Regions from separate parts of the Gossypium hirsutum genome. Here region 1 is linked to region 2. A link is a contact called in public Hi-C data. All regions are on one chromosome and are shown on one strand. The core of a region is the stretch at or near the end of the contact, and the rest is flanking DNA. Distances in the headings are between cores, read along the strand shown. Region 1 holds the start of LOC107909973 (probable WRKY transcription factor 41). Region 2 holds the start of LOC107909883 (endoglucanase 6).

Evidence for each region. Hi-C and Micro-C count contacts between places; a contact is called where the count stands out from the background.
Region 1: a Hi-C map of leaf shows a contact between it and region 2, with 2.9 times the contacts expected there. The contact joins the promoter of LOC107909973 here to the promoter of LOC107909883 in region 2. A contact is called at or near these places in 9 of 34 Hi-C or Micro-C datasets (hypocotyl, leaf and petal).

Annotation. Positions count from the first base shown.
Region 1 is chrD08:42,952,062-42,958,624 of Gossypium_hirsutum_v2.1, forward strand. It overlaps LOC107909973 (probable WRKY transcription factor 41), which reads left to right and starts at 2,147. Exons shown (of 3, transcript NM_001327029.1): 1 at 2,147-2,498; 2 at 2,602-2,730; 3 at 2,811-3,477. The coding sequence starts at 2,179. The coding sequence ends at 3,429. LOC107909980 reads right to left here and starts at 5,759. Exons shown (of 3, transcript XM_016837711.2): 1 at 5,198-5,759; 2 at 4,320-4,337; 3 at 3,751-4,223. The coding sequence starts at 5,558. The coding sequence ends at 4,033.
Region 2 is chrD08:42,645,661-42,652,328 of Gossypium_hirsutum_v2.1, forward strand. It overlaps LOC107909883 (endoglucanase 6), which reads right to left and starts at 3,893. Exons shown (of 9, transcript XM_041098169.1): 1 at 2,981-3,893; 2 at 2,636-2,848; 3 at 2,229-2,429; 4 at 1,296-1,385; 5 at 1,014-1,178; 6 at 645-929; 7 at 189-537; 8 at 4-78. The coding sequence starts at 2,381.

The DNA.
Region 1 (6,563 bases), core at 897-3,396, 300 kb after region 2:
CCCTCTAAAAATATTGGAATGAATTTCAGGTGAGAGAGTGGCTGCAATGCATGTTCTTGACAGTTTGTAAAAAGAAGAAGAAGAAGAAGAAGAAGAAGAAGCTGTGAAGAATCTAATCTGGGCAGATGAAGTGCAAATGGTGGTTGAAAATGGCATCTTTGAGTACACGTAAGCTCCAAATTTCCCCACATGGGAAGAGCAATAACGCGGAATTTGGTTTGAAATTTCTTTGGTCCAATTCACCTTCATCTCTGACTTTCTTTCACATTAATTTATATGCTCTTTTTATTCTTAACCTCAATCATTCGTGTCACGCTAAGGATAAATCAGGTGACCCAACCCTTTGCTTAATCACATAATTGAGATCGTGATTTTTTTTTTATTTTCATTTTATCCATGGTTAAATTTTACTATTAATTTTTATAATTTTTTTAAGTTATGGATTTTATATTTTAATTTGATTAAATTTAATTCCCATATTTTTTAAAATAGTCAATTTTAGTCATGACCCGAACAATAGTAGTTAATTTTTTTTGGTTAAATTCAATTATCAGTTATGTACTATGCATACAATTGTAGATTTGATCTATATTCTCCAATTGAATTATTCTAAGTTCTAATACTTTTCAAATTTAAAAAATTTTGGTCTTGACACAAATGAAAATCATTAATCCCTTAATATTATATTTTTAATGAGTAATATGTGAAAATAGCATGTTAACATGCCACTATACATATTGGCACTATGTTTGCCGTATCAGATTTTGAAAATAAAAGATGTTAACTAAATAAATTTAACAATTATAATTTAGTAAGGATTGAAATTTTAAAATTTACAAAATATAAGGATTTAAATTAAAGTATAGACATATATACATGGACAAATATCAGAATTTAAATTAAATAAGTCTGCTTCCTCTGGCATAGCTTTTGGCTCTGGTGCGTTGACTTTTGAAGGTTTTCTGTTTTCATTGGAACGCACCTATTTTTGATGATGTTTGGCGTACCACCAGTCCAATGAGACTGTCTCACTGCTGGTAAAAATTTTGGCTGGAGCTTTTAGCTCCAACGATTGCAGTTAAGTGAGATAATTATTGTTTTATCACCTTCTATTCATTATTGTATTTTTCAATTTACTTTTTATATAAATTTAATTTAATTATTATTTTATATAATATTATTTCATTATATATATTATTATTTAGTATAACTATTATATAAATATTTTTAATGATTTAACTTTTAATATAAATATAAGTTTAATAATTATAATTATAATTTAGCATAAATATAATGAAAATTATTTGGTACAAGAGTTTTTAAACTTCACAATCAAAGGTTCACAAATGTTCTATAAAAATATATTAAAATATTAAAAAAACACAAGAAATTTTTTTTTAAAACTGCGCTTACTGAATACAAAAAAAGTTCACTACCAAATACTAACCTTAGATATAATTATGATTTTATTAATTAATTTAAATATAATTTTTGAATATAAACATATCCTATAATTAATTTTAATCTTATTAAATTTATTTTAGTTTAGATTTGGATATATTTTTATTATTAAACTCATCTTGGTTTATAACCATTTGTGATCCTAACTACACTTGGGATATTTTAGATGTAAAATTGAAGGGAGACTTGGTCAGCAATTGGAGTTTTGACCTCACCTCACTCTTCAGTCCACTAATCTTACTTCTAGTTTATCATGACCAAAGACTTGTCTATGCTGAAAAACTCGGTTTCTTTTGGTCAAACTTCAAACTTTCTATTCCAACAACCATTTTTTCTAATCCCAAAACTCCAATGAAGTTCCTTTAAAAGCCCCAGAGTTTCAATTTCTTATTCAAACCCAAAACCTTTCACTCTCCTACTCCCTCTTTGCTTAAACCTCAGCATAGACAAGTTCAAACATTTTCCAGCTTTTAGTTACTTAATCAAAACTTAACATTCAGGCCAAATTCCATGGTTGTTGCTTCTTGCTCTTCACCATTTAGGCTATTTCAATCCCTTTGGCTGCTTCTGCTTGTGATCCTTGGAAAAGTTTTTTCTTCTTCATAACCAAATTTACCCGGTCTATAGCAGGTCATGAATTAGTATTTCCAAGTTCCAAACAAGGAATCCCTCTCTATTTTCTTACAGTTGAAGGAAAGAAGAAAGGGGGAAAAAAAAATGGAGAACATGTGGAAGTGGGAGCAGGGGACACTGGTGAGCGAGCTGATTCAAGGAATGCAATTAGCAAAACAGCTAAGGTTGCATTTGGGTGCACCATCATCTTCTGTTGAATCCAGGGACTTGCTACTACAGAAGATCTTATCTTCCTATGAAAAAGCTCTTCTGATTTTGAAACTGAGCAGGCCTACGGAACAGCCACAACAAAATGTAGGAGGAAAAACTTGTGTGCCAGAGTCTCCTCTAACCATCAACGGCAGCCCCAGGAGTGATGATTTAGAAAAGGATAACCAGGATATCAGAGATGTCTCAAAGAAGAGGTGAATTTGCAAGCTACAAGTTAATAATTCTTGAATGTTATTGCAAATTTTGGAAGTTGTAAATTTGAGTATGCTAAATGATTCCTGGAACTGTGTTTTGCAGAAAGATGATGCCTAGGTGGACGGATCAGGTGAGAGTGAGCTCTGAAAACCTGCTGGAAGGTCCTCATGATGATGGCTACAGTTGGAGAAAATACGGGCAAAAGGATATCCTTGGAGCCAAATATCCTAGGTGAATGACCCTTTTCCCTTGTAAAATGCTGGACTTTTGTATTAGTCAAAACCCTGATGATAGAATGTTTACTTTTGCAGAAGCTATTACAGATGCACCTATCGAAACACCCAAAACTGCTGGGCTACAAAGCAAGTGCAGAGATCAGATGAAGATCCCATCCTCTTTGAGGTCACATACAGAGGAACTCATACATGTGCAAATGGCAACCCCGCAGTTCCATCCCCAGAAAAACAACATAAATCAAACTCAAACGGCCTTAATAATACCAATTACCAACCATTGCAATCACAAGATACCCTCTCAGAGTTTCGAGCAGGCCTAAGAGTCAATACTGAGGGCTTAGACAATAAAGAGATGGCACCCCCATTCTCTTTTGCTTCAACATCATTTGGGTGTATAAAGAGCGAAAACCATAGCTTTTCACCTTCAGGAGTACTTGATTACTACAATATCTTCGGCAGCTTTTCATCGCCGTTCATGTCTCCCGATACACCAGAATTAAACTACTTTTCAGTTTCCCAGATGAACAACTTCCAAGGGGTGCTCAACACACAGCATTCTAAATCTGATCTCACCGAGTTGGTTTCAGCCAACACTTCGGCCACCAATTCTCCAATTATGGACTTGGATTTTTCGCTCGACCAAGTGGAGTTGGACCCGAATTTCCCATTTGACACACCGGGATTTTTCTCCTAACTCTTTTCCGCAATCGAATAAGAGTAATGGTAGATGTCAAATTCGGGTTCCAATAACCAAAGTAGGTTCATGGTGAGCCGTGTGTTCTGCGAAGAACTATTGTACAATACATGTCCCTTTCAATTCTATGTTGGTTTTGAGAAATTTCCTCAGATAACAAGTTTTGATACTTGTTCTTATCGAAATTCCATAATACTAGTGCGCAGATTTTCACCAAAATGCAAAGGTCCTTCTAACACTCACTGCAACTTCATTGCAATTAGCAAAGTAGTATTTTAAGCAATGGCCATTTATAATCCAAATAAGTTGTCCATAACAACATACCGTGAAAGTTCACAAATCCTGGATTTCAGAAGAATAAAATAAGTATATACAGGGAAAAAGAATCTACATTCCAACGATTCCTACATTGCTTGTCTTTACACATAGCCGATGGAATACATAAGCAAATGGTAACAAGTTAACACTCTAGAAATTATCATATACCACAAGTCCTGAAATAAGAAAACTGCAGGACAAGAAGCAACATCCAACAGAATTGAGAAGAGCTCATGGTACTTTAACAATGAAATGGCAAGGAGATCGACTGAAATCATAGTTAATCTATATGTAAGGTTTCTTCTGGTTTTCCACATCCTGAACGGAGCTTGATGCGCCTTCTTTTGCATCCTTGGTCTTCCTAAGAGTTTGTCTCAGCCCCAAGACGATGAATAAGTTGGTTAAAGTGAGAAGTGATTCAGCCCCTCCATGTAACCAATCCACATTAGACAAGGAAGTACCGTATTTCACCTTTGCTGTCTCAACCCCACATGGACCAAGTCATAATTTGGCATCAATATGTAGAAACCATTAACTGTTAAAGGAATTGTTGATCATTAGCAGGAACTTACCGTATATTCCGGCTGGGACTGCTCAGTAGACACAAAGTCAGCAAACGAACAATGTAAAGGAAATTAGTAGAGTTGAAACAAAGCCACCAATAGCAAAATCAAAATGCAGGCGAAAACCATCCAAAGTAAGGAACATTGTATAAAACTACATTGAATAAAGCCGCATTTTCTTTGCTCTATATCCCTATTCGAGTCATTTCCTTTATGTTTGCTTTGGGCAGATTTTGTGTACTTCATGCTGCTCATCTATGACAAGTGCTACACCAATTATCAGTGTTGATGAAATAAATATAGAGCCACATAACTGAGAAGAAATCATATTGTAGAATATATAGATGACTTAGAACCGAACTGCTCGCCTGCCACTGGTTCAAAATGATAAAAAAAGACACCAAGTTCTCTACAATTCTAACAGAATTTTCGAGATTGCAGATGCCTCATTGTCACAATATGAATCTCTGCCCTAGCTATGAGAAGCCATCAATTCTCACTCTCAAAAAGCACAAAAAACATACGAGAACACTAGCAACTTAATTCGAATATCTAACATTTCTCTTGGACAATTTAAGGAAACTTGAAAGGTATATATGCTAAAATGATGGTTATCTCAACACCAGTGCATTTATCAACAAAGTAGGTTTCATGTAAAATCATCAACAAAAACTAACTCATAATCTTTTCACTCCGTCTACATCCATGCTAAAATGTGTAATTTTTTCCTACTCTTTTTACCCAAACTAATTTCTTTATTTCATGGCAAAGAGAGTAAAAAATTTCACATAAAATTTGCAACTTAGAACATTAATCACCACATAAAAGCAACCTCATAAACTAAAGTAGCATTGAGAAAAGAAAATGGTACATCCCAGGAAACTCACTGGTGGCACCCACAAAGGCAAGCAAGAAGTAGAAGCCAAAAAGGGTGAGCTTGGGAGCAGACTTAGACTTGGTGATGAAGTACAAGAAGCCAATATATGGGAACAGAGAAACTGCAAAGAGTTGAGAAGCAATGCTTTGTGAGTCAATATTTGGTGCCCATGGATCCACTGGCAACAACCACCCGCGCGCAATCCCTCCTTTCCTGTTAACAAACATTCCATCCTTGTAACTCCAGGAACCTCTGCTTGGAATTGTTGCTTGGTAGTTTTGCAAGAAATGACAAGAACCTGGAACTGTTGAACTAACGGGGACAACATAATTGGGTGGTTTAAACAAAGGTTGTAAACAGCTGAGATTCATGTTGTCAAGACTACTACAGCTTCGATTCAGCCCTTTTTGCTTTGAAGTTTGGATTTTTCTCCTCTTGCAGATGATGATGATGATGATGATAGTATTGTGGATTAGAGAATTTTGATCTGTGGGGTTTGGGTTTCTAATGCAAACAATCTGCCACGTTGTAAGATGGGCTGATTCTTAGGGCCTTCCTTGCATGCCCCCAAAGAAATAAAAAATTTACCATTATTGGACTCTTTTATGGTACATGAATTCTTGTTCTGTTGTATAATTTAAAATCTGATTAGCTTTTCCATCAAATAGAATGAAGAACAACATTAACTCTCAAACTTAAATTTTTGAATCAACTTTTTTTTAAGAAAATATTATTAACAATTGGAATCATTAACAATAATATAAAGACATGACATATATTATTAACGGTAAAGAGTTAACCCACAAATGGATATTTAAATTATATCAATTTTGGTACTTAAAATTTTTTTGGTCACAAGTAGTATCTAAATTATCTTTTTTCTCCAAGTTAGTACATCTGTTAGTCAAATCCTTATGTCTATTTTAAAATGAGCTTAACCCATAAATTAGTACTTAAACTATTCAAATTTTTTTTCTCATTTTGGTATCTAAACATTTTTTTTGTTACCAGTGATACTTAAACTATTTTATTTTCAAATTGGTACGTCTGTTAGTTCAACCGTTGAGTTATTTTAAAAAAAAATAACCAATTAAAAATTGACATATGAAAAAAAGGAGAAAAAAAATATTATTATATCTTTTATAAATATTTTCTTTTTCTTTCTTCAGAACAAGACAGATGGTTAGACCAATCAAGCTGTTAGTTCTTGGTTTGATCAGTTCATCTAGTTTGATCAAATAAATTATTATAAACTCATAAAATAAAAAGAATATCTAACAATAGTGAAAATCAATTCAATTGGTTTTTTTTAACTTGGTTCAACTGGTTTGTACTGGTTTGCGAGTTAATCAGTTCAATCCCTATCTCTGTACTAG
Region 2 (6,668 bases), core at 2,643-5,142:
TACCAGGGGTTGGAGTGAATTTGGGTTTTGGCGCCGGCTTTGGTTTGGCAACAACAGGATTAGGAGCTGGGACAACCACTGCATGAAAAGCCAATGTCATGATCATCATGATTGATGGAATTAGCGAGAGTTAGAATAAAAAGTTGTAACCATATAACTTCAACAGGGAGATAAATGCTTTTACATACCAGGAAGGAGCTGATTATAACCGCCATGACCACCACCAAGTCTAGCCAATATGCCAAGAAGAGGAGCATTGTTGTAGGTAGCAGGCTCTGTTTGCTCATAATTGTCCCTTTCATCGGCAAAGTTATCATAGGCATCAGGTCCTCCGACAATAGCACCGGTAAGGACATTAGGATCACTTGCTTTCCTTGAATACCAAGTGGCATAGCCTTGTCGGCACGCAACGAATTTAGGGTCAACCTTGAACGAAATAATTGAAGAAGCTCGGTGGTGAACTTGTCGTGGGAAATTGTTCCCATAACCAACCATGTAACTTGTTGCTCTTGGATTGTCTCCAAGAATGTAATCCACCTGATAATTCAACATTGCAAAAACATCAGAAATTTTGTTATAAAGGTTGAATTTGTCAGTGGTCATCATTCAATAATACTTGAATACATGAAGAGAAGAGTGATCACTTGAGATTTTGCAAAAGAAAGAAGCTCGGATGGTGCAACATTGACAGCAGCACACTTCAAGCTTCCCCTAGAGGACGCGAGATAGTCAGAGTACACGGTGGCCAAGAACGAAGCACTAGTCACGAACTGCATATTATTCCACCTCTGTCGGAAAATCAAACCCCCGGGAGTCTTCTGAATATTACGGCCACCCTTCCCGATCAATGAGCACATGAAGTACTCTGCCTTTTGGTGGTACCTCTCAAACACCGGTGCATGGAGTCCAGCTTTGCCTTGCATTAAGAACTACAGGGAAACGAAAACTACTAGGTTAAATTTTGAAGCTTGAAGAAACCAATAAGTACTAGATTCAGATATTGAAAATAATACCTTGGCGACAAGGGTCTGAACCCCAGCGTACTTGACGTCCCAACCGAACTCAGTCATGGCCCAACCTGTTCCACCCATAGAATCACCATTTTTGCCAAGATAGTTCAAGTAGTACTCATTGTTACTAGCTTGGTACAGCCACGCAGCGGCCCACAACAACTCGTCCTACACGATAACATTCCAACTTAATTAATAAACCGTACCAGTAAACATGCTATTTTCTGCCATTAAAACTATAAATTGCTCAAATTGATTGCTTTGATAAAATTTAGAAAAACTTACATTGTAGCCACTGATGGATCGGTAGTATTTTTGGGCAACTGTGATGCTGCTGTCGTATTTACCTCTGTATTTATCAGCAAATTCGAATAGCTGAAAACAAAAACAAAACTTAAAATTAATTATATTGTAAAATTTATTGAAATTTTTGTTGAAGAGAATGGATAGGGTAGGTGAAGCAATTTGAGGAAAGAGGCAAGGGTAATTTGGGGATGTAAGTTAAACTGGAGGAGCACCGACAGGGTTGGCACGTGAGAAACGAAATGACTGGGTATAAATGGACGGTTAAGATCTGCTTGTACGAGAGATCTGTACGGTCATAAAAGATTAATTACCCGTGATGGATGGGGCAAAAGCAAAGCTAAGCGTTCTCATCACAAGGAGTCATAAAATTAGAACATCAATCCACTGGAGTCAATCCGTTCCATTAGAAAAAAATATTATTTTATTTTTATATAAACTTTTAAAAGCTTAATATAGAAAATAATAAATATTTATTTGATTTTAAAAAAATAAAAAATAAAAAATTTAATTAAAGCCAAATTTATAGAGATGATAATGATATAGAATCTAACTATACCCACCCCTTCCACCCATGATCAATTTAGAACCATTAACAAGAATCTAGCGAACGACACCGTTTCACCCAAAATATAGCTACTACAAGGGTTAAAAGGTTTTTATTTTTCCTGGCTCAAAAACAGTGGTAGTATTTTGGTGGAAGAAAGAAGTAGACAGAGGTGGTTGTTTTTATTAAATGAAAACTAGGGTTGGGCCCCCCAAGTTGCGAAATTGAGGCCGACAAAAGAGTGCGCAATAACAACCATTTTTTCCATCATCTTCTGATAAAAAAAGGTATAGAGTGTAAGCTAACAGGCATCGGCGGATCCAATGGTCCCAGCAACGCGAGAAGACACAGACTGCGTAAATGTATACCTGGTGGGCATGGCGAAGAAGCTCGGTGGAATATGCAGGGTTGGAACGGCGGAAGACGATTGAGGCGGCAGCCATGGCGGCGGCAGTTTCACCTGCCAGATCCGACCCAGGGTTGCTTGGGTCTATCTTGTAAGCATGACGGTTTGTGGTCATATCCTCTGGTCTTTGCCAACAGTAGTGGTCACTGTTACCATCGCCCACCTAAAATGGATCTCACCAAAATTAATTATTTTTTAATTGAGTCCTTTTGAGTTTTAGCAGTATTAAATTCAAACTAATATTTTATTAGTAGCCAAGTGTTGCTATCAAGTATGAGATTTGAAAAAGGGATTTGGACATATTAGTGACAAAATAATGGAGTGTTAAGAATGGGAAGAAACACGAGGGAAGAAGGTCGGGAAGAGTACCTCTCCATAAAGGACATAAGGTTCGGGATGAGCTTTAATGAGGTAGTCAGTGCCTCACTTGACTGCTTCCATCGCATGGCCGAGCTCTCCATTGGCACCCATTTGTTTCCCGTACTCTATAATACTCCAGGACATCATTGTTATGGTGAATGCCATGGGCAGTCCGAACTTCACATTGTCCCCTGCATCGTAGTACCCTCCAACCAGATCCACCTTGAGAATTTGGGAAAACAACTTCAACCATAAATACCATAATTTTCGATTCTAAATGAAGCAAGTCAAAGAACAAAAGTGACGTTTTGACCGAGAAAACAAGTTCAAGTTGAGAGTGGAACTTTAACTTACCCCACTGGCCTTGCCGTCATTCAAGCCGGAATTGGCTCTCCACGTAACTCTCTGGTTATGAGGAAGGTAACCAGATCTCTGAGCTTCAAAGAACAGAATGCTCTTGCTCAGAGCTTGGTTATAGTCATGTCCAGCAAAAGCAGAAGGAAGAAAAAGCAGCAGAAGTAAAGGAGTCATTTCAATCAGCCTCATCAACTTCTCCATGTACATTCAAACTTATCAAAAGACACAATTCAAGTTTCAAGTTGAAACAAAAACAGATCTCTTTCTGCAGAGTGGGGTTTCCTTCAAGTTTCTAAAACTAAAAAGAGAAACCCATTTGGTATCGAACACAAAAAATGCAGTGGGATTGGGAATTGGAGAGAAAGGTAAAAAAAAATGGAATGAGTTAAAAGAGGTGATAGAAATGAAAGTGAGGAGAGAAAGAGCAGTGGGATTGGGAATTGGAAGAGGAGCTGAAGCCTCTATATATTGTGGAGTGGAGGGAAGGAAGAGCAAGAGAGGTTAAAAATTGGTATTGAAAGTAGTTTTTAATAATAATTGGAGGAGAGGGAAAGGGAAAGAACAAAGTCATGTGGGTGTCCCTGGCGCTTTTAGTCTTTCACTGGGTAGAGTCGGTGCGGATTTAATGGTTCTTTTTGGCAGGGAAACTGCTGCTAAACATGATTAAAATTAATTTCTGATTTTTACTCTTCTGTAGAATTTCTTTTTATGCCTTCTCCACTCCACTAAACTTACATTGTTTGTAACTTGGGAATAATGCCCCTGAAATTAAGGCATGAAGTTTATTACGACTCCATTAAATCTCTGTTGGGCACCGCATGTGGGAGGGTACCCTGTCCTGGGTCACAAATGGTGGACATAATTGGATTTTGCAAAACTTGGCTGCTTGGTTTATGTTTTGAAATTTGTTCACCCATAATTAATGCAAATTATTTTTATTTTTATTTTTAAATTAATCATCTGGCTTCTGCAGCCTGCGACCTGTCCGTTTGCGTCTCCTGTCGTATTAGGTATGGGAAAATTGCAAACCCTGGATCATCTTTTACAGGTGCTGCCACACTGCTTGATTAGGCCAATTATAGCACATATCTAACCCTAATTATTTTAGACATTTTATTTTCTTTTTCTTTTTGAATTGTATTAAATATGATTATTTTAAATATTAACTTAAATCTCTTAAAATATATTCATTTTCTCAATTTTGTACTTAATTTTATTTATCTATTTTGTAATGTTGGTTAAAAATATTTGTTAGGCCACTTTGATCAATGAAAAAAAATGTCACAGTGGTCGATGTTGATCGACCATTGACGAGTATTGATTGATCATTGGTAGATATTGACCAATTGTTGACGGTAATTGATCAGACATTGATTTGCCATGTTATGCTATTAGAATATACCACATGTCTCTTTTATTTTTTTAATATTATATATATTATATTGATTAAAAATATAAAAGAAATCATATATAATATATATAATTTTAAAAAAATTATAATTATTATCATAAACAATAAATTTTAAGATATAATTTATTGACCACACATAAATCTACATATGTTTGGAGAATGAATTGATGTGAAAAGCATAAAGAAAAAGATGCATTATTAATGGATAAATGTAAATGTTATATATTATTGATGAAGGGGGTTGAATGTAACCCTAAATTCTCAACTAAAAGCCATTATTTTGTCCAGCTAAAGAAAAGGGGGTTGAGGTTTTTATGACGATTGGATGTAGAATTAAAATCTAAATATTAGAGGGAATTTGAATTTTTTTTTTGACAAGCTTAGAAGACATGGAATTTGAATAATTGCTTTAATTATTGAGGGAACTTCTCAGCATCAACCGGAATTGTTGATAATGGTAACTATGATTCGCCAAACCCGACAACCCCATTTTATTTTCTCTTCTGAAATTAGGAGTCCACCGACGGCATCCGGTAGGCAATATGACAATCCTTTGTAAAATCAACTGTGCAAGATGTCCATTTTCATTTGGTTATTTTATTTAAAAGGTCAAAAAGAGAGCGCTTAATTCCCAACAGCAATCAACGGTCTCCGCCGGAAATTAACCTTTTTCTTTTTTTTGGGTTGCCGAAAATATTTTTGTCATCTTGCTTTTCCTTTTGCCCTTTCATAAAAGTAAAAAAGAGTTTTTTATTTTAATATCATAAGAAGGTTTTAAAAAACCAAGAGATGTGGACAGTGGAGACGTACGGTATGTAAGTCAAAGAGGCAAGCCTCCGCAATTACCGGCTAACAACGGTTCTATCACGACTTCTGATGGTTCTACCTAGGCAACGCGGTCACCGGCTGTCCGGGTGAGTTAGTTTTTTATCAGCCTCCCTAAGTACACCTGCCCCCCCCCCCACCAATTTTGTTCCCACTTTGACGTGGCGAAATCCATGTTAAAACATTAACGTTGGTTATAAATTGAAGGCATAGGCCATCTTCCATAAGTGGAACTCTTGCTTTGCTTTGTTGTTGGTAAAGAATGGGACACAGTCAGCCCGAAACAGTACCACCAACTTTGCTTTTATGGCCTACAAAAATATCTTTGGATAGTATTGTTGCGCAACGCAAGCACAGAATTCAAATTTGCTTTCCTAACTAATAGGCAAGAGATGCCTAATTAAATTAGTTACTCCTTTTATTCAAATATGTTATACTTTGACTACAAATTGTTAGCTTATACTAATACAATTCCACAAACAGTTTACTTCAATTTGGTCTCTTTTTTCTGGCAATTAGAGCTAATTTGTTAGATTGTTATGCACTCAAATTTTGACAAACTCTTAGTTTTAAATGAAGTATTGATTTAGGTTACTCAATATACTAGTTAAACATCATTAAGAGTTTAAATGTTTTTTTAGGTGCAATTAAGAATACCAACTTATCTTTGGTAAAAGTATATCTTGTAGTAGGAGTTGAATTGCATTTTGTCCTCTCTACTCAAAAATTAGGCAAATTAATCATTATATATTAGATCAAAGAATAATTTGATCATTTTGTTAAAAATTTCATTTATTTCTACTGTTAAAATTTGGTCAATGTACATCAGCATGAGGCATATATGACATGTCATGTGTCACTGTTTGGTTATTCTGTCAACCACGTTAGTTTTTAACAGTATAAACGAATTAAATTTTTAACAGTAAGTACCAATTTGATCTTTGATCTAATGTATAGAGAATAATTTGCCTATTTTTTGAGTTGAGAGAGCAAAACGCAATTTGATTCCTAGTATAGGGGCCCCCACAATACTTTTACCACTTATCGTTATAGAGTTTAGGGATAGATATCAAAATTATACATACTTTGATTTAATTTGCAATTGTATAGATGAACTTTACTTTGGTGCAATTATACACGTGAAACTCTAATTATGGTTCAAATATATACTTGAAATTTTAATTTTGATTTAATCGTGCACATTTAAAGAAATAAATACATAAATTTATTTTTATATTAGATAAATATAATTATTTATGTATGCAACATATAAACATAAAATGATGTACTATCAAGAATTGTGTTAATAATTTACAAGAATTGAATTAAATTAAAAATTTTTGTATAAAATTATACAAAATCAAAATTCATGTATACAATTACATATAAAAGTAGAAAATGAGATGGGGGTATATAGAATTATACAAGTAAACTGGAAAGGGATATGTG